Regions from separate parts of the Anas platyrhynchos genome. Here region 2 is linked to region 1. The links are chromatin contacts, called in public Hi-C maps. All regions are on one chromosome and are shown on one strand. The core of a region is the stretch at or near the end of the contact, and the rest is flanking DNA. Distances in the headings are between cores, read along the strand shown. Region 1 overlaps ARHGEF10 (Rho guanine nucleotide exchange factor 10). Region 2 overlaps ARHGEF10 (Rho guanine nucleotide exchange factor 10).

What was found. A called contact is a pair of places that touch in the nucleus more often than the background predicts.
Region 2: a contact with region 1 is called in a Hi-C map of F5 follicle, with 2.1 times the contacts expected there. The contact joins two enhancer-like sites. A contact is called at or near these places in 2 of 8 Hi-C or Micro-C datasets (F5 follicle and small yellow follicle).

The regions. Positions count from the first base shown.
Region 1 is chr3:99,163,718-99,167,871 of IASCAAS_PekinDuck_T2T, reverse strand. All of the region lies in intron 25 of ARHGEF10 (Rho guanine nucleotide exchange factor 10), which reads left to right. Among named protein-coding and RNA genes, the nearest start is that of KBTBD11, 20 kb to the right of the region's middle. Within about 2 kb of position 1,746, at least 4 of the 8 cell types and tissues checked have an H3K27ac peak or open chromatin away from gene starts, as enhancers often do. A contact at or near this core is called in F5 follicle, where this site is marked.
Region 2 is chr3:99,207,733-99,211,854 of IASCAAS_PekinDuck_T2T, reverse strand. It overlaps ARHGEF10 (Rho guanine nucleotide exchange factor 10), which reads left to right. Exons shown (of 28, transcript XM_072036375.1): 16 at 492-637; 17 at 3,623-3,798. Among named protein-coding and RNA genes, the nearest start is that of ARHGEF10, 57 kb to the left of the region's middle. Within about 2 kb of position 1,259, at least 3 of the 8 cell types and tissues checked have an H3K27ac peak or open chromatin away from gene starts, as enhancers often do. A contact at or near this core is called in F5 follicle, where this site is marked.

The sequences.
Region 1 (4,154 bases), core at 497-2,996:
CCTTGTAAGGCACTCCCAGATTCATAAGCATTTAATTTAACTGCCTGTGCATTTGCTAAGTGCAAAGTACATTATTCTCTGAACACAATCTCATTGCACACCTCCCTGCTTTTTTAAGACTCTGATTTAAACTTTTTTTTAAAAATTGTTACCCAATGAGCAGATTTGGCATCCAATGTATTGATTATGGGTGTTACACACTTTTCCTGCTTTTTTTTTTTTTTTAACACGCTTGGATAAGACTTTCAATTCACTTGTTTTAATGATACATTATTGTAGTAGTTGTAGTGTTTCAGGAAATCACTTTCATCGGCACAGTGCCCCACACTGGCACGATGCCTCAAGCTACTTGGCAAAGGATGTGTGAGAAATGCATCAATTGTTGTTATGTATTAATTTTATTTTCTGATACTCTTTCTGTGAAGAAGAAACTTGTCTTCAGCCTTGACCCTTGATCTGGGATTTGCATTGCTGTTTAGTATCAGCCTTCATCCTACGGAGTTCTCTGTGCATGTAGAACCTTAAGCTCTGCAAAGGCAGTCCGTTTAAAAACAACAACAAAAAAGCCAGAGAATGTAACGGAATAAAGTCGAGAATTGAATGGCATTCCATCCTGTTCTGTTTCGTCTTGTTTTTAAAACTTGGCTAACTATTTATGAGCTGCTCTAGTTTTAACAATGTATAAGTAGAATAAACCAAAATATTTAGCTGAATAAACTAAACAAATGAAAATCCCTATACCTGAGTGTGTGTTGCCCAACTACTGTATCTTCTTTAAAGAAGTAAAAACAATTTCTTTCACCTTGTGGACAATGATACCCATTATGCATCTCTCATTAACCTTGAACTAATGTGGTTCAGTTCTTGGCACAGCTGTATGGTACAAGTGGGCAACCCCTCAAAAGAAACATTTCAGCTATGCCCCGTGCTGTTGAAACAATAGTTAGCTATGTCAGCCTCCACTGCAGGACAGACTCGCTGTGGCATCCAGTGTGTTCTGAAGCTCTGATGTTGCCATAGAGTTAGGAGAAGACTGCCTGAGGGGGGAAAAAAAAAAGACTGAATAGAAGTTAGAGACTAATGTATTTATGAAAAGTGAAAAAGTAAAATGGAGTTCGATTCTTTTAATAACAAAGGGAATGAGACATTTTTGTCCTCGCATATCTGTATTTCCTGTAATGTGTAAAAAAAAGAACTTGAGGAAAAAGGACGGCTCTTGGATTTCAGATAGATGTGTAATTGAAACAGATGTCAAAATTATCTTCTATACAAAAACTTTGTGCTTTGTAAAAGAATATACAGGTTTGGGTATGTTCCTGCTCCATCTCAGAAGGCCCTTTGAATGAGAAGAATAGTTCTTTTTATATGCTTCTTGTGGTGTTGACAATATTACAGTTTTCCTTTAAATGTGTCTGTTTCAACAGACAGCTGTACCAACTGCAGGGCAGACAAAGTGGGAGTATAATGAGTTAGCTGGTAAAAATGGAATGTGACAAAAATGCCTGTGCAAGTTGTTTACAGTTGCACTCACAGAATTGTCCTCTGTGGTCAGAAAACCAGAGAAAATTAATTTTTACCATCAGCTTCAGTTTTCTTCATATTTCAAGCCGTTCAAATTGCTAAAATTCACTTCAGTGGCCTTGGATCTGTCCCTGAGAAGTTTTTAAGTCAATTCGTTACCGTCAAGGCTGAGAGAACTGGAGTTGTTGAGTCTAGAGAAGAGAAGCCTCCAGGGTGACCTTATAGCAGCCTACTAGTACCTAAGGGGGGGCTACAAGAAAGCTGAAGAGAGACTCTTTGTCATGCAGTGCTAGGACAAGAGGTAATGGCTTTAAACTAAAAGGGGAGATTCAAGTTGGATGTTACGAAGAAATTCTTTACTCTGAGGGTACTGAGACACTGGCATAGGTTGCCCGGAGAAGTTGTGGATGCCCCATCCATGGAAGTGCCAAGGCCAGTCAGGATGGGGCTTTGAGCAGCCTCATCTAGTGGGAGGTGTTCCTGCCCATGTCAGGGGGGTTGGAACTGGGTGATCTTTAAGGTCCATTTCCACCCAAACAATTATGTGATCAGTGTATGTATGAGTCTATAAACAAAAGTGTATAGAATATCCCAAGTTGTAAGGGGCCCACAAGGATCACTGAGTCCAACTCTTGACTCCACACAGGACCACCCAAAATTCAAACTCTGATCTCCAAACACTTGCTGAACTCTGGTAGGTTTGGTGTCATGCCCGCTGCCCTAGGGAGCCTGCCCAGTACCCAACCACCCTCTCAGTGAATAACCTTTCCCTAACCCCCATCCTGACCCTCCCCTGTCCCAGCCCCATGCCATTCCCTCGGGTCCTGTCGCTGTCCCCAGGGAGCAGAGCTCAGCACCTGCCTCTTCGCTCCCCTCGTGAGGGAGCTGCAGGTGCCATGAGGCCTCCCCTCAGCCTGCTCTGCTCTGGGCTGAACAAACCAAGGGACCTCAGCTGCTCCTTGTACATCTTGCCCTCTAGACTCTTCACCATCTTTGTTGCCCTACTTTTGACACTCTCTAATAGTTTTATGTCCTTTCTATACTGTGGTGCCCCAAACTGCACATAGTACTCAAGGTGAGGCCACACCAACACAGAACAGAGCAGGACAGAGCTCCTCCTAATTTAGTGTCATCTGCAAACTTTGTGAGCATTTGGCTGTTGTGTCCAGATCATTTTTGAAAAACATTAAAGAGAACTGACCCTTAAATGGAACCCTGTAGGATCACACTAGCGACTGGCTTCAAGCCTGGTGTAACCCCACTTACTACAACTCTTTGAGCCTGACCTGTCAGCCAATTGTTCACCCATCACATTATGTTTTTGTCTAGCTGTAAGCTCAGCATTTTGTCCAGAAGGATACTGTGAGAGACAGTACTGAAAGCTTTGCTGAAATACAAAAAGATTACCTCTGCTGGCTTCCCTTGGTCAACTACATGGGTAAAACTATTTTTACAAAGGGCCGTCTGCAAGAAAACATTTACATGCATTATGATATATCATGAAATCTAGTCATAAGATCTGTTTCTGGCTTCAGAAAATGTTGTTCATGGGTAACTTCCGTTGAATCAATTGCATGATCACAGAATGGTTTGGATTGGAAGGGACCTTAAAGATCACCTAGATCTGACCCCCCTGCCATGGGTTGGGACACCTGCCACTAGATCAGGGTGCTCAAAGCTATGTTATGTGATTAAAAAAAAATAAAAAAAATGAGTGGAGATTGAGGAAAGCGATGAATATAAATGTACCTGTCAGAGGTGCTTACCTTGCATTCTGCAGTGTTGTTAGAAGAGTCAAAAAGTAATGTAATAATGCTCTCTAAATCTGAACTACTGCCTAACAGCTGGAGAGAAACTTCTCTATTCATATTTTTTTTTTAAATTAACATTTGAAGAATAGCATAAATTCAAAAATAAATAAATAATTCCCATTATTTTTAAGTAGCCAATTTCTCAGTGGAAAGTACTAATTTATGGATTTTATTTGTACTGGTAAGTAATAAAATTAAAAAGGGCCTCTAAGTAAAATATCAGAAGTTAGGCTTTGTGAAAGCTTGAAGTTCTATTCTTCATCTGTGGTCTTCATCTATTCATTGAATTTAGATGAAGAAATAGAACTATATAACCCAAATACATTCAAAACATAATCATCTTAAATTTGTAATTTAGATTTGCATGCAAAATGACCAAGATATAACTTTTAATTATAACACACAGAAAACCGAAGTATGCTTTCACATGGAGTAACAGGGTACTTTTGCATTTTATCTGCAAATATAATATGTACTGTGAATATTAATGAAGATATTTACTTACATATCCTTCAGGTAGGGATTTGTATACAAGGAACACTTTACCATTTATTTAATCATGGAAGTTTTGTTTATCAGACTAGCTCTCTGTATTTGATATAGCTAGTGCAATATTTAAAGGCTCTGTATAGACAGTTTACTGACATGACAAAAAAAAAAGAAACAAAAAATCTTTACTTCTTGTAAATGATTAAAGACCTTCACTACAATTTTATTTCATGTGTTATACTTTCATGTGTTATACAAACATGTAAAGAGGTGTCAGCCTTCTTGGAGCCACGTAGAAGTCACAAATGTGAAATCACCAGATCAAGAAAAAAA
Region 2 (4,122 bases), core at 10-2,509, 44 kb before region 1:
CCTTTTGAGCATGTCAAGTTCTTGGCAGTCTGTGGAAATATGCCAGCTGCACTCCTTTGCTGGTTTTGTAAGCCAATGTAGACAGAGAAGCTGAAAGCATTCTTCTTCCACCCACTCTGACTTGCCCCTTTGGGATGGCTGGAACCATGTGTAATGTTTAAACGGACTATGAAAGAAGAGGTGAAGGAAGGAAGTAGTAGAAACTGTGGAAGCTATGACTTTTTTTTTCACTAGAGGATCTTTATCAATATGGAAGACTTTCAGTGCAATTACATGTTCCATATGAAGAATTAAAAGCCCTGCAGGACATATCCTGGGGTTATGTTACTGCTGCAGGAAATGAAAAGCAAATCAGTAAAGACATTTAATTCATTTGGCAAATTCACTTGTGAGCTTGTAGTCATATGGCAATATTGCATTTTTGTTGTTGTTGTTCTGGATGTTAGATGAACAGTGTATAATAGACGATGTTGATTGTTTTTAAAATCTAGCTACTTAGCAGTGGAAACAGATACCTTGTGCGGACTGATGATATGGTTGAAACAGTTTACAATGACAAAGGAGAAATTATCAAAACCAAAGAACGGCGACTTTTCATGTTAAATGATGTGCTGATGTGTGCAACGGTAAACATACGGTAAGACTTGACTAATATTTTTTACATTATCATTCAAGTTTAAGCTGGAAATGATGACAGTGAAAAGAGTTTTTGTTGTTGTTGTTTTTACTATGTCTAATGATCTCTATCAGTTGTCATAATGAACGGACAGCTGGCTTTTATACACTCTTCTAAATTGCCTGCTGATATTTTGAAGTTCCAGAATAAATTTGTGTGTGTGAGCACGTGTGTGTGCGTGTGTGTGTATATATATATATATATCTCAGTTGGAAACTTCAGTTAGAAATGTGCTGTAGAATCATCAGTGTTCATTAGGGTAGAGTGGAGTGCAGATATACCATGGTAGTTTTTTTTTCTCTTCTTCCTTAAATTCGTGCTGTCACACATCTGTAACCTGACACGATTTGGAAGTTAAAACAAAACCAAAGCTAATGCGTGTAGCTAGAGAAAAAAAAAAAAAAAGGAACACGCTAATGAAATTCCAGCTGGGGAAGGGTTTTTATCTCTGAGACCAAATGTTGAAGGATTAAAGTTGAGGTGCTTTGAAGAAAGCATTTTTTTTAACATGCCTTCTGTTTTAGTTGGCTGTAGCTATTACTGTTACTATAGCACTGTGTATGCCAAGGTCACATTCACATTCCAATGTTGCTTGTATCATGAATTGCTTTGTGTGTTGGTACATTCTGACAGAGAAAATGTAGACTGTTAAAATCTTCCAAAACCAGCTTTTCTTAAGCATAATATGAGTTGTTACATTAGTTCGTTGGTGAAGTCTGAATGCAGCGCACATTTTTGCAGTAGTAGTAGTAGTGTGAATGCTTGGTCTCACATTAGTGAGCAAGAAGTACATTTTCTGAAGAGCAGTTATTACATGGCAAAAGCTTATATCCAATTGTCCCGGGAATTCTTTTCCTTTACAATTTATTCAGTTCTTTAGTAGCTTTTGACCACTTTTTGTCATTTTTTCATTTTGTCATTTTTTTCCATGACATCATTGTCTTGGATTTTTTGTAGTTGGTCCTGAAGTGGCAGTGTGCACTCTGTTTTCACTTTGCGTCTGAAAAGTTCATGATTTTGCCAAGTCTCTGGCTTCCTTGTTAAGTCAACAGTTCCAGTTATAACTAACAGCGCTGTTGTTCCTGACATTAACTGTTTTTTTCACTGCAGAAGAAACTATTTTGTCAAGCAAAATATAGTTAGGGAATGAAGGAAATAATATGCTAAATTTCATTGATTATACTAGTATACAGTCCAGAATTTTTGGTCCAAATGAGCTGTTTTAGCTGTGTAGAAGTTAAGCATTCTGTTATAGCAGTGGTTTTCAAACTCAGCTTTGTGCACGCCTACCTATTGACCGCTGGAGGTGTAAACTTCTTCAGAGAATTTACATGTACAGGTAGCAGAACAGCACATGTCAGCTCAATTTTCTTAACCACCTTTTATCAGTCTTTACAGAAATAGTCCGACATCCCAGGAGCCTGGCAGGCTTTGGTTCCAGAACAATATTCTGTAGCTGACAAAAGATGCATTTCTGCAGTCCGTGACCCCCAGAAGGTCCTTCTTCACGTGTAGCCTAGATGTCCGGCTTAAACTGGAGACCTAACTTTTAAGTAGCAGGAGTTGGACAGGGTGGATGCTATCCCTAGCGACTGAACAGCTGTGTCCTGCCCTCTCGTGTTTTCTTTCTTTTTAACTAGATCTAGAGTTCATAAATATTTGCTTAAGTTGTGGTACTTGTTTTTTCTGTTTATTCTTGTCTCTCCTTTGAAACAGAAGTGTGACTGTGTGGTGAATAATTAGCTGACTAGCTGAATGTTGGTGTCCAGATACTGTTCTCACTAAACACTCCAGGCTGATTTCTCCAAAGCTTTTATTTTGCTTACTTCAGCCATGCTTTCTGTGAAGGAAACATTCCTGTTTCCTTTCATATCTCTTTTGTGCTTGATAGTAGATGTTTGTTACATATGCTTGAATGTGTGAATAACAGAATGAAAGAAACAAAGGAAAAGGAGCCAGTGAATTCTATTTCTATTTCAAGTAAGCTTCCTCAGCGTGCTGTTTCCTCTGAAATGCCTGTTGTGATGTACACTTCTGTTAGCAGCAGCTCACATGTAGATTCCTCTTAGAAACCACAGCAATTGCAAAAAGTCTCCTGTAAAGAACATCCTGGGCTTTGGACTTCGCAGAAACGTTGGCTTGTCAGCATTTGAGAGGTTGCATTGCCCTTCCTCCTCCTGGTAGTCATTTCAAGGTCCCGTCATCCAGGCTTTCTTGAATGCAGCAGTTACTGCTTTTTAGCACTGTTTCAAGTACTGTCCTAAAAGACAGTACAAGCAAAAAGAACTAGGAAAAAGTGGAGCCATAGCATTGTCCTATGCGCTCGTGTTTGGATGTCAAGATGCATATTGATTTTAAAAGATACCACAATCACAGAATGGCTTGGGTTGGAAGGGACCTTAACGATCACCTAGTTCCAACCCCCCTGCCGTGGGCAGGGATGCCACCCACTAGATCAGGTTGCCCAGGGCCCCATCTAACCAGGCCTTGAACACCTCCAGGGATGGGGTATCCACAGGTTCTCTGGGCAACCTGTTCCAGTGCCTCACCTCCCTCAGAGTGAAGAATTTCCTCCTGATCTCTAATCTAAATTTCCCCTCTGTTAGATTAAAAACATTCCCCCTTGTCCTGTCATTATCTGATTGAGCAAAGAGTCGCTCTCCATCTTTTAAGTTCTGTTTAATTACTGAAAAACTGCAATGATAGAAATGTAGGGTCTGTTGATGGCAGTCCTGTGCTGTCTGTAAACAGGATTATCTGCACCTGCATAGCTATCTTTGTACTCGAACAAAGGTCAGTCACAAAAGTCATCCTGATGCATGTATTTCTTTAAAGTTTTACACAGTACTCAGTCTGCTGAACAGCAGATTTTCTGAATTAATAAATAGAATGCCATAAAATAAAGTGACTTGCCACAACAATAATCTGTGTATGTGTATCTTCCAGCTCATCCTACGAAAGCAGTGGCACTGTGACAACTGGCCAGAGGTATTTATTAAAATGGAGCGTTCCACTGGGACAAGTGGAAGTCATAGAGTATGGCAGCAGTGAAGGCCAAGGAGAGAACTGCAGGTTTCCACCCCAGCACTCTGCTGAAAATGTCGTCATTAACTCTAAGCCAAGTAAGTGACAGCTGTTACAGATTTACATATTTAATTTTTTTTTGCTAAAATACATGTGTCAATTGCAGTAGGCTACAGAATACAAAGCATTTGGTGCAAGAAGAATTCTATAACATAGATGTTAACTTAATCTCTTCCTTTGGAAACTGAGAACTCATCAAGTGCTAAAACAATCTCTTGCCTTGCAGCATGAATTAGTTGTGTTTGTCCTATTTTAGAGTTTTATGCATGAATGCATAAACAATTCTAGAGGTTTAAACCCTGGATGTGCATGGACATGCAGAAGATTTTTCTTGGTGTAGTAGAGCAGTTATCCAATGGTAG